Linked DNA regions of Mus musculus: region 1 is linked to region 2. A link is a contact called in public HiChIP or PLAC-seq data. All regions are on one chromosome and are shown on one strand. The core of a region is the stretch at or near the end of the contact, and the rest is flanking DNA. Distances in the headings are between cores, read along the strand shown. Region 1 overlaps Camsap2 (calmodulin regulated spectrin-associated protein family, member 2). Region 2 holds the start of Inava (innate immunity activator).

Evidence for each region. HiChIP or PLAC-seq counts read pairs in DNA pulled down with a chosen protein or histone mark.
Region 1: a contact with region 2 is called in an HNF4G HiChIP or PLAC-seq map of pancreatic cancer cells. The contact joins the enhancer-like site here to the promoter of Inava in region 2. A contact is called at or near these places in 1 of 39 promoter capture datasets (pre-B cells), 3 of 484 Hi-C or Micro-C datasets (epidermal suprabasal cells, nephron progenitors and pre-B cells), 3 of 115 datasets of contacts at active chromatin or transcription factors (the SCID.adh cell line, embryonic stem cells and pancreatic cancer cells) and 2 of 9 other capture datasets (adipose tissue and pancreatic islet).

What each region holds. Positions count from the first base shown.
Region 1 is chr1:136,322,334-136,327,383 of GRCm38.p6, reverse strand. It overlaps Camsap2 (calmodulin regulated spectrin-associated protein family, member 2), which reads left to right. Exons shown (of 18, transcript NM_001347109.1): 2 at 2,388-2,647. Among named protein-coding and RNA genes, the nearest start is that of Camsap2, 21 kb to the left of the region's middle. Within about 2 kb of position 1,288, at least 82 of the 459 cell types and tissues checked have an H3K27ac peak or open chromatin away from gene starts, as enhancers often do. A contact at or near this core is called in adipose tissue, pancreatic cancer cells and pancreatic islet, where this site is marked.
Region 2 is chr1:136,232,114-136,237,076 of GRCm38.p6, reverse strand. It overlaps Inava (innate immunity activator), which reads left to right and starts at 2,797. Exons shown (of 10, transcript NM_028872.3): 1 at 2,797-3,174. The coding sequence starts at 2,972. It also overlaps the pseudogene Gm3878.

The DNA.
Region 1 (5,050 bases), core at 39-2,538, 92 kb before region 2:
CTGGCAAGTCTGTGGTGCATTTTCTTGTTGGATGATTAATGTAGGAAGGCCAAGCTCACTACTATCCATGTGCTGATGGTCCTAGGTGCTCTAAGAAAGCAAGCTAGGCAAACTGTGAGGAGCAGGCTAGTAGGCAGCACTCCTCCATGGCCTGTGCATCAGTTCCTTCATCTAGGTTCCTGCCATGATTTCCCTCAGTGATGATCAGTAGTATGGAAATGAAGACTGAAATAAACCCTTTCCTCCCCAAACTGCCTTTGGGCCTTCTATCACAGCACAGAACCCTAGGATTGTAAGCCAGATAAGCTTGCAGTCCTGGTCACTCACTGTTGTTTGTTGTTTGTTTTTGCATTGGCCAGTGTTTAGATGTCAAGATTACCTATGTTAGTAATTTTTACTGCTATTATAGGAAGTAAAATATCCATCCATATATTTCATAACAATAGTTTTAGTATGTTTTTCTTTTTTCTTTTTTTTTAATAATAGTTTTTCTTTAATAGTTTTTCTGCTGTGTTAGTAGCTTATGTTTAGGTACTCTGATACTAAAATGTAGTACCACTACTGAGGTCTGAAGTTTACAATACTGAGCCCTATGTTGAATTTAAGTTTGCCTCACTCTTGGGTGAGCAGTGCAGCTAGGAAGGAGGAGCTTTCAGTTATCAAATGTGGATGATATTTTTAGATGTCTCCAAAATCTCAAATTTATAGATTTGCTCTGACCTCTTTCTCAGTCCTATATTTTCTGCTGCTCACTGGGTATTTCTATTTGGATATTTTTGCTGTTGTTTCAAACGTAACATGTCTAAACTGAGCTTACCCTTTCAGTGCGGCTTCTGATTCTCAGTTTTCTATACTATACTATCATGCTTTCTGTATTGGTTACTGTCCTAGTTTAGGTTTTATTGCTGTGAAGAGACAACATGACCATGGCAACTCTTATAAAGGGAAATATTTAATTGGGTCTGACTTAGAGTTTCAGAGGTTCAGTCCTTTATCATCGTGGCAGGAAGAGTGGCAGTGTGCAGGCAGGCCTGCTGCTGGAGGAGCTGAGGTTTGTGTCTTGATCAGCAGCAGCAGGAGACTGTATTATACACTGGGTGTTGCCTGAACATAGAGACCTCACCCACCTCCACAGTGACACACTTTCTTCAACAAGGCAACTTCTACTTCAACAAGGACACCTCCTAATAGCGTCACTCCCTGTGGCCTAGCATCCAGACACAGGGCCCATTCCTACTCACACTACCGGTTACTTTTCTGTTGCTGCAGTAAAACATGGAATGTTTCCAGATGGGTGAGAGTTTATCACGGCAGGGAGGCACGGCAGCAAGAGGCAGGCTTGGCAGTAGGGACAGGAAGCTGAGCACTCAAGTCTTGAATCCCCAGCACAAAGCAGAGAACAAACTGGATGTAGGGGAGGCCTTTTTTCTTAAAGCCTGTCCCAGTGACATACTTCTTTCAACAAGGCTGTAGCGTTTAAACATGCCGCCAGCTGGGACCAAGGGTTCAGAATCTGTGGAGGGCATTCTCAATCAAGCCACTACACTTTACGTCTAACCTCGATTTCATCCTCTCTGATTTTTACCTTGATCTCTGCTGTCTGCCTGGGTGCTTTCTGATTGTTTTTAGCAATATGATGTCTTCTGTGTACTCACTACGGGCTTCAAATTTACTTCTTTATCCATGTAAAGTAATGTTCCATCAATCTATAATTTTTATAGTCATCAGTATTGATTGAAAGGTTTTAAACAGAAGATCTTATCTAAATAATAGTTGTAACTATTATTAGATTAAAATGAACTATTATTATTAATAGTTCCCCTCAGTAACTTCAGTAGTCGCAGCAGAAAGGGACAGAGACCGGTTGGTGCAGGGCCTAGGGGGCTTAAGGAAGAAGGACCAGATTAATTAGGCAGCCTCAGTTCTTTCATGCAGTAGCTGTAAAGCTTTGGGCAAAGGATTTCTCCTGTCAGATGATATCGGCAGCAAGCGGTCTTTATAGAGCAGGTGCCTTTCCTGACTGACTGACTGACTGACTGACTGTAGCTAGTCACTGGCAGGTTTAAGAGCCTACTTGAGACACTGAATGGGGGGGGGGGGGGAGGGGGCATGCCTTCATGGGTCACCACACTCTGAAGACTTTCTCCTTGTTCGCTTTTCCTGTTGTATACCTCACAGCCATACCTTCTATAAAGGAAATTTGTATCTTTCCTTTTATATCTTAAACCTAGGTAGAAAAACAGACAAACAAAAGTATCATCTTGCCTGTTAAAGGAATATTGATATTTTTAGAATCTCAAGGTCTGTAGTAATATTTTAAATGATATAGGGTTTTTTAGATAGAAATTTTACAAAAATATGAAAACTTGTTTTCTTAACCTTTATAGAAAATGTGCCCGAGGAGCTTGGCGACCCATTTTACACAGACCAGTATGACCAGGAGCACATCAAACCCCCTGTCGTTAACCTGCTTCTGTCGGCCGAGCTGTACTGTCGCGCTGGAAGCCTCATCCTCAAGAGCGATGCTGCAAAGCCCCTCCTGGGCCATGATGCTGTGATCCAGGCATTAGCACAGAAAGGCCTGTATGTCACTGACCAGGAGAAACTGGTAACTGAAAGAGATCTCCACAAGAAACCCATACAGATGGTAAGGCTTTGCATACCTAAGGTTATTTCAGATTTGAAATGCATACTTGAGTGAGTTGTACTATAAAATGGAAGGAACTAATGTGTGAGATACTTTATGGCATCTGCATCTACACCTAGAGTTTAAAAGTCACCATTTATTTCTAAGTAAAGGAAGATTTGACAAACCATCTTGGAATATTTGTTTCCATCTAATACCTAGAAGAAACAATTATATAAATTCAAACTATTATGAAATAATTTTACTTTATTTAAAAATTTTCTTGTCTTAGAGATTAGCTGTAAGAAATGGGAAATGTATCCTTGACTATTTTTGTAAGGCAAGAATTTGGATTTGTAAGTTTTTCTGCATTGGTGAGGGGCTATAGCTAAATATTAGAATGTTTGCCTGGCACTTAAAGGCCTTGCCTGGGTTTCATTCCCAGAGCAACATAAAACTAACATGTAAGGTGCTGGAGAAAATAGCCCATACGTGTGAGTACTTGCTCTGAGCAAGCATGAGAAGCAGAGTTTGGATTCCAGCAGCCACGTTAAAGGCCAGGCATCGTCCTCTGCAGGCCTGTGACTGTCATTGAGGGGACAGTCAGGAGGGTTGCTGGTGCTTGCTGGGTTAATAGCCTAGCCAAAACAGAGCTAAGTGAGACACCCTGCCTCAAAGACGGAGGGTGTTAGATGTGGATGCCTAACACCCTACTTTGGCTTCCACGTGTGTACACCTATGCATATATACATATGCACACACGAAAATAATATTTAAACATGTAACGGGAAGGGGCTAGAGAGATGGCTCAGCGGATAAGAGCACTGGCTGGAACCAAATCCAAGAGGACCCGGGTTTGGTCCCTAGCCCCCACATGGCAGCTCACAACTTTCTGTGGCTCTAGTTCCAGGGGGTCTCACGCCCTCACACAGACATACATGTGGTATGCACCAGTGCAAATTAAAAAAACTGTAATGGGAAAATTGGAAAAAATGACAAATATAAGCATTTATGTGTTTCAGTCATGGTAAAACTCTTGCACATTAGATATTTTAGCTTATTTAACAACCATTAACTCATTTCTTGTACAACATACATACAGAAGGATTCTAAGTGGGTCTGGGATAAGTATGCAGGGAGTCATAGGTAATCTGAAGACATAAATCTAAATACATTTATTAAATCTAAGTACATTTTCCAAAAATACATGTATCATCAAGAATGTTACTAAAAAGCAGGTCTTGTGAAATGGCTCAGTGGGTAAGAGTTCAAATCCCCAGCACCAACATCAGACAAGCCAGGTGTGATCATGTAACCCCGTAACCTAACCATCCTGGGGTATGGGACCAGCACAGCTCTGGGATTATTGGCCCCAGCCTTGCTCCCACCTCAGGGCAAGGCTGTGTGGAAGAGTAAGAGTGATGGAGCAGAGCCCCAACCCATCCTGTGGCCTCTGTGTGCACACAAGCGGACACACCTACACATACACAATGATAAAAGGAAGAAAGCGGTGTTGTGTAAATTATTTTTCATGAGAATAGTAGTCTTGGGCTGAAGGACATGTTATGTAGAAGGGTGTATTTTAAGACTCAGGAAGAGGAAACACAGTCACCAAGGCTGGTACTATCTGGAAATGATTTTGCACTCACTCTTTCTGCTATTATCTCTCTTTAAAACCCTCACTTTAATCCTCTAAGGAACTGAGAACAGCTTCTCAAGGTAACGTCACTAAGTGTATAATAAATAAGGCTGGCTGAGCAGATTGATCTTCTCTCATGTAAGAGAGTTTCAGTTCTCACTGATGGCATCAGACTCACATGGCTACCCTGACATGTGGACATGTATGCATGTCATGTGTATGCATGTCATGTGTATGCATGTCACGTGCACAGCATTCACTAGCTCTAGGGATAATTAAATTCTGCTCGTGAATATGCCACATTTAGCTCTTCAGGGTTTACTGCCTTAGTTGGATTCAGATGGCAGCAACAGCCACTTATAATTGGGAGTTTCAAGGTTGCATAGATAGTTAGGAGCACACGGCAGAGTCTGAAGCAGCACTTGGTTAGGATGCGGGTAGGTATGGCTGGGTAACCCCATGTTCTTAGCACTGCTCACAGCCTCAGTCCTCCTTAATAAGGAGGCAGACGGACCACACTTTGCACAGTCTTTCTAGTGTGGTTGGTGTGTGAAGATATACTATGAAGACACTTGGAGACTAAGTTACAGATAAAGAGTTTGGTGGGTAGCCAATTGCATTACTTAGGTTTCTTTCATCCCGTAAAGCCTGCTGATAACTTTGAATGTTTAATATTTAAAGACTAATTTAAATAACATAGTTTCCCTGTTTTTCTGGCTCTGACTTGTAGTTTGTTAAAACTTGAGATTAGACTATATCACCTTAACCCTTTGCAGTGTCATATT
Region 2 (4,963 bases), core at 1,548-4,047:
GATGGGCCATCCTATCTCTTTATTACTGAATTCTCCCTTGCCTGAAGCCACTTTTTGATGAGAATACATGGGACACAAATATCTTCACATCCTTTGCTCATTTGGAGAGATTTATCCACATACTTCTTCCCCAGATATCTTTCTTACCAATTTTCCAATGGTGATCTTTCCAAGTTCCTGACCATCCAATTAATCAGTCCATTTGGCTACAGCCCATGAGTCATTGAACAATGGTATATCTGGTCATTTCTTCTTCCAAACAAACTGTAATACCATGTGTACTGCCCTATGTTCTGCCCACTGTGAAGATTTATCTTCACCAGTATCTTTCAGGGTTGTCCCAGAAAGGGGCTGTAATTCTGCAGCTGTCCACTTCTGGGTGGTACCTGCATAACGCGCAGAGCCATCAGTAAAGTAAACCAGGCCCTAGTCTTCTCTTCCTCAGTCAGCCGATCATAGGGAACCCCCCATGAGGCTATCGATACACTCGTGGCATTGTAACAGGAATAGGAACCATAGGTATTTGGACAACTTCTTCACGTAATTTGCTTGTACCTTCAGGACCTGCTCGGGCTCCGATCTTGTATATACCACTTCTGTTTGATAATGGAATGCTGCTGTGCACGTCCTACTTTATGACTTGGAATGTCAGATAACACCCAGCTCATGATGGGCAGTTCAGGTCACATGGTAACTTGGTGGCCTATTGTCAAACATTCAGTTTTCACTAAGGCCCAATAGCAGGCCAAGAACTATCTTTCAAAGGGAGAATAGTTGTCTGCAGATGTTGGTAGAACCTTGCTTCAAAATCCCAAAGGTCTCTTCTGTGATTCACTTAAAGGAGCCTGCCAAAGGCTCTAAATAGCATCTTTATCTCCCACTCACATCTCAAGTATCATTGGATCTGCTGGATCATATATATAGTCCAAGTGATAGGACAGCGTGGATCTGTTAAAGAGCCTTCTCCTGTTCCAGGCCCCTCACAAAGCTAGCAGCTTTGCAAATCACTTGGTAAACGGGCCTGTGTGATGCATTCAAGTGAGAAAGGTGCTGTCTCCAGAATCCAAATAGACCCATTAAATGTGCTTCTTTTTTGGTGGTGGGAGGGCCCAGGTTCAATAACTTCACTTTAGAAGGAATACCTCTGCATGCCCCACGCCACTGGACTCCTAGGAATTTTACCGAGGTAAACAATCCTAGAATTTTGGCCAGATTTATCTCCCATCTTCTGATATCCATATGTGTGGCCAATGAATCCAAAGCGGTTGCTACCTCCTGCTCCAATCAGCATAGAGTCATCAATATAGTGCACTAGTGTGATATTTTGTAGAAGAGACGGACGATCGAGATACCTTCTAAGTTATGACACAGGGCAAGAGAGTTAATATATCCTTGAAGCAAAACTTGCTGGCCTTGCCAACTGAAATCAAATAGCTTCTAGTGGTCCGTATGGACAGGTACTAAGAAGAAGGTATTTGCTAGATCAATAGCTGCATACCAGGTACCAGAAAATATCTGAATTTGCTCAAGCAAGTACACTGTCTGGTACAGCCGCTGCAGTTGGAGTTGCTAACTGATTTGGTTTCCAATAGTCAACTGTCATTCTCCACAGCCCATCTGTCTTATGCACTGGCCAGATGGGAGAATTAATGGGAGATGCAGTGGGAGCCACCACCCCTGCCTCTTTCAAGTCCTTGATGGTGGCACTGATTTCTAGAGTTCCTCCAGAGATACGATACTGTTTTTGATTCACTATTTTCTTAGGCAGAGGCAACTCTAAAGGCTTCCATTTCAGCTTTTCAAATCATAACAGCCCTCACTCCACAGGTCAGGGAACCCATGTGAGAATTTTGCCAACTTCTAAGTATTGTGTATCTATCCCAATTATACATTTCTGGAACTGGGGAAATGACCACAGGATGAGTTTGGGGACCTACTGTGAGTTGGACATCAGCCAAATCTTCATTAATCACCTGTCCTCCATAAGCCCCTACTTTAACTGGAGGGCCACAGTGTTTCTTGGGATCAGTGTCAATTCAGAACCAGTATACAATAGACTCAGAAAAGTCTGATTGTTCTTTCTTCCAGTGCACAAGTTACTCTTGTAACTGTCTTGTAACTTCCCCTCCCCACCTCTATCTTAAATCCCCTACAGCTCGTAGGTCCTGCTGTGTTCCCTTGCCAAGATGTCTTGTACATCCTGCCTGTCAAAGGTTCCTCTTTAGAGAGCACACTCCTCTGGCCAGGCTTTGGGGACCCTCAGCCTGGTTCAACCTCCACTATCCGTTGGTTTTTGGTCTTCAAACGTATACCAGCTTGATCTGGACTTAAGAACCCTCCTAGTAAAGGAGTCTGAACTTTGAACTGCCATGCTTGGCCCTGGCAAGGACAGTACCAATGTAAACAGAACCAACGGAAAAAGGGGAAAGCGCGAGTTTGAATGAATGGATGGTTTCGTGGGCTCGTCGCAAGCAGCAGGAGGCGCTGCCCAGGAGTGTGTGCCTTGCCGCCAAAGCCGGAGTTCTGCCCGCTGCCCCCAAAAGGGACAGGGCTGGGAACTACGGAGGGGAGGCGACCAGGGTTCGATCGCGCCGCAGTCCCGGCCGCCAGAAAGGATAGGCGAGGAGGGGGAGGGGCGTGCCGTCTCCTTTCATTCTTCCACGCTTGGGTCTCCGGAATGAAAACTGCCCCCAGCCGGGCCAGAGAGAGGGGATGAAAGGCGGCCCCTAGGACCTCTAGTCGAGCCTCGCCCCGCCCAGATTTCAGAAACCGGCCTTGTAGGGGGTGTCACACCACGAGGCTGCGTGAATGCGGGAGACAGGGAGCAGCGTCGCCCCTCGCGCTGTTGCTGCCGCAGGATGCACACTTGGGCTGGCATTGCCCCAACCCAACGTGAGGCCCCGCCCCGTCTCTGGGTTCAGAATCTCGAATCCCTTCTAGCATCTTCCCCTCTCTTCACTGGGCCTTTGGTATGCCCCAGGGGACAGATGTCTTGGGATCTTTAACATTTGGGATGCTGCAAATGCCGAAGTTAAATGAAATACCTCCGGGGAGGGGAGGCCCGGGGGAGCCTTGGGGAGAGGGAAGATGGGCGGGACCAACAGGTCCTGAAGCTGCGCGACCGGCGCGGGGGGCGCGGGGGCAGGCGCGAGGCGCCAGAGCTCGGTGGGACAGGTAAGGCGGAAACTTAGTGAACGGAGCGCGGGAGAACTGGGGGGGGGGGGGGGGGGAAATCGAGCTCCTGAACCTCGGTCTTCATCCTCTGCAGAGGCAGTCTTGCAGGGAAAGGGGGTAATTTTACCAAGGGGTCGAGCATTCCCGAATTTCTACCCCAAAGCTGTTTCCAACGGCCAACCTTTCTCCTTCGACTCACTCCCCCGGCCGGTGGCTCTCCTGGCCAGGTTCCGAGAAGGCAGAAAGCAGGCAAACAAAAGGAGCCGGAGTCCCAGGCCGGCCTAGAAGGAGAGGGCGCGGTGGGGGAGGGGCTGGGGGGGACAGGACAAAGGGGCTTTTTACAGAGAGCCTTAGAGGTTTGATTTCAGGGTGCATCTTCTGTTACCCCTAGTTCTCCACCCTGGCTTAGTTGAGGTGAATACCTTTCCTAGTGGCCAGAGAGGAGTGGAGAAAGAAAACAGATATTCTTCCACCCCTCCTGCCCAGAGAGTCCCCGACTATTTCCCGAGCTCCGCGGCTGGTCATTGATTTGTTAATGCACTAAGTAATTGTGGGAATGCTGGTGGTTGTGCTTTGCTGGGTGCTGTTGGGGTGATGTGGTCAGGTTGAAGGACTTGGTTTTAAAAACTTTGACTCCTAAAGTATCACAGAAACTTCGGGGGCAGCGGAGAGAGCGGAGTATGTTTGGTTACAGGTCTGTGAAAGAGTTTGGACACGAAAGGTTTTGAAGAGATGGCTGTCGTGGAAAGGGCTTGTCTTCCACCTAGATGGGATTCCGGTGCTAGAAAATCTCACTTCCTCGCCTGTCCTCGTAGCCAGTGGCTCTGGGACCTGGGATCAGGGAAAATGGGTGCTGAGTTCCAAGTTAGTTTTAAGCTTCCTCTGGAGAGTGCCCACCTATCCCTTGATGGTGTCTTCCGATAACATCCATCTTGGCAGGAGGACTGTTAGTTAGGTCAGCCTAATTCCAAACCCTAGATTCTAGTGGATTGGGGGGATGCCGAGTTTGGACTTGGTTCAGTGCAAGCAGGTTGGTCTGTAAATCTATTGCTGAGCAACGGATTGATGCCCATCTTCAATGGAAGGCACTGCCAGTGCTGAGTTTCTGCAAAACGAGAGGAAAAAAAAAAGAAGAAGAAGAAAAAAGCTTCATTGCACAGCCTCCTGCAGGAGGCCCGGAGGGTAAGCCTTCCTCCCTGGTAGGTGGGCATCGAAGAGTGAGGAAGCTGCTGATTGGCTCCGGGGCTTGCCTCTTTGCAGGTTGCCTATTTCTTGGGGTGGGCTGTGTGTGTGTGTGTGTGTGTGTGTGTGTATTGGGGGGGTGTTATGTTCTGCTAGAGGGGTTTGGGTTTGTGATATCAGTGACCTGGCTTCTGCTCAAGACTGTTCTTGAAAAGCTGGTTTTCAAGCGCTGAGAATCATTATTGAGAGCCTGGAGGCTTTTCCTGGAAGACAGTTTAAAGAATGTATGTCCCGGTGTGTACAGGCCTTAACCCGAGTTTGCTTTTGGCCCCTGAATTCAGATGAGGTTACCTGAGGCCAGAGTGCTCAGTTGACTCTAAAACTTACACTCCAGGCTGCTGCTGCTGCAGCAGTACCTGTGACTTTCACATGCAGTCGGTTATATGTAAAGAGTTTCATTCATGGGTTGTTTGAAACGACCGGTTGCTGGGTCCTGTTTAATATTAATAACGAAGTATATATGATATGTTCTTATGGTTTCAGAACTGTATTTCAGCATGATTGGGCTTCGTAATTGGTCTCTTTGTTTTATATATGTAAAACTGAG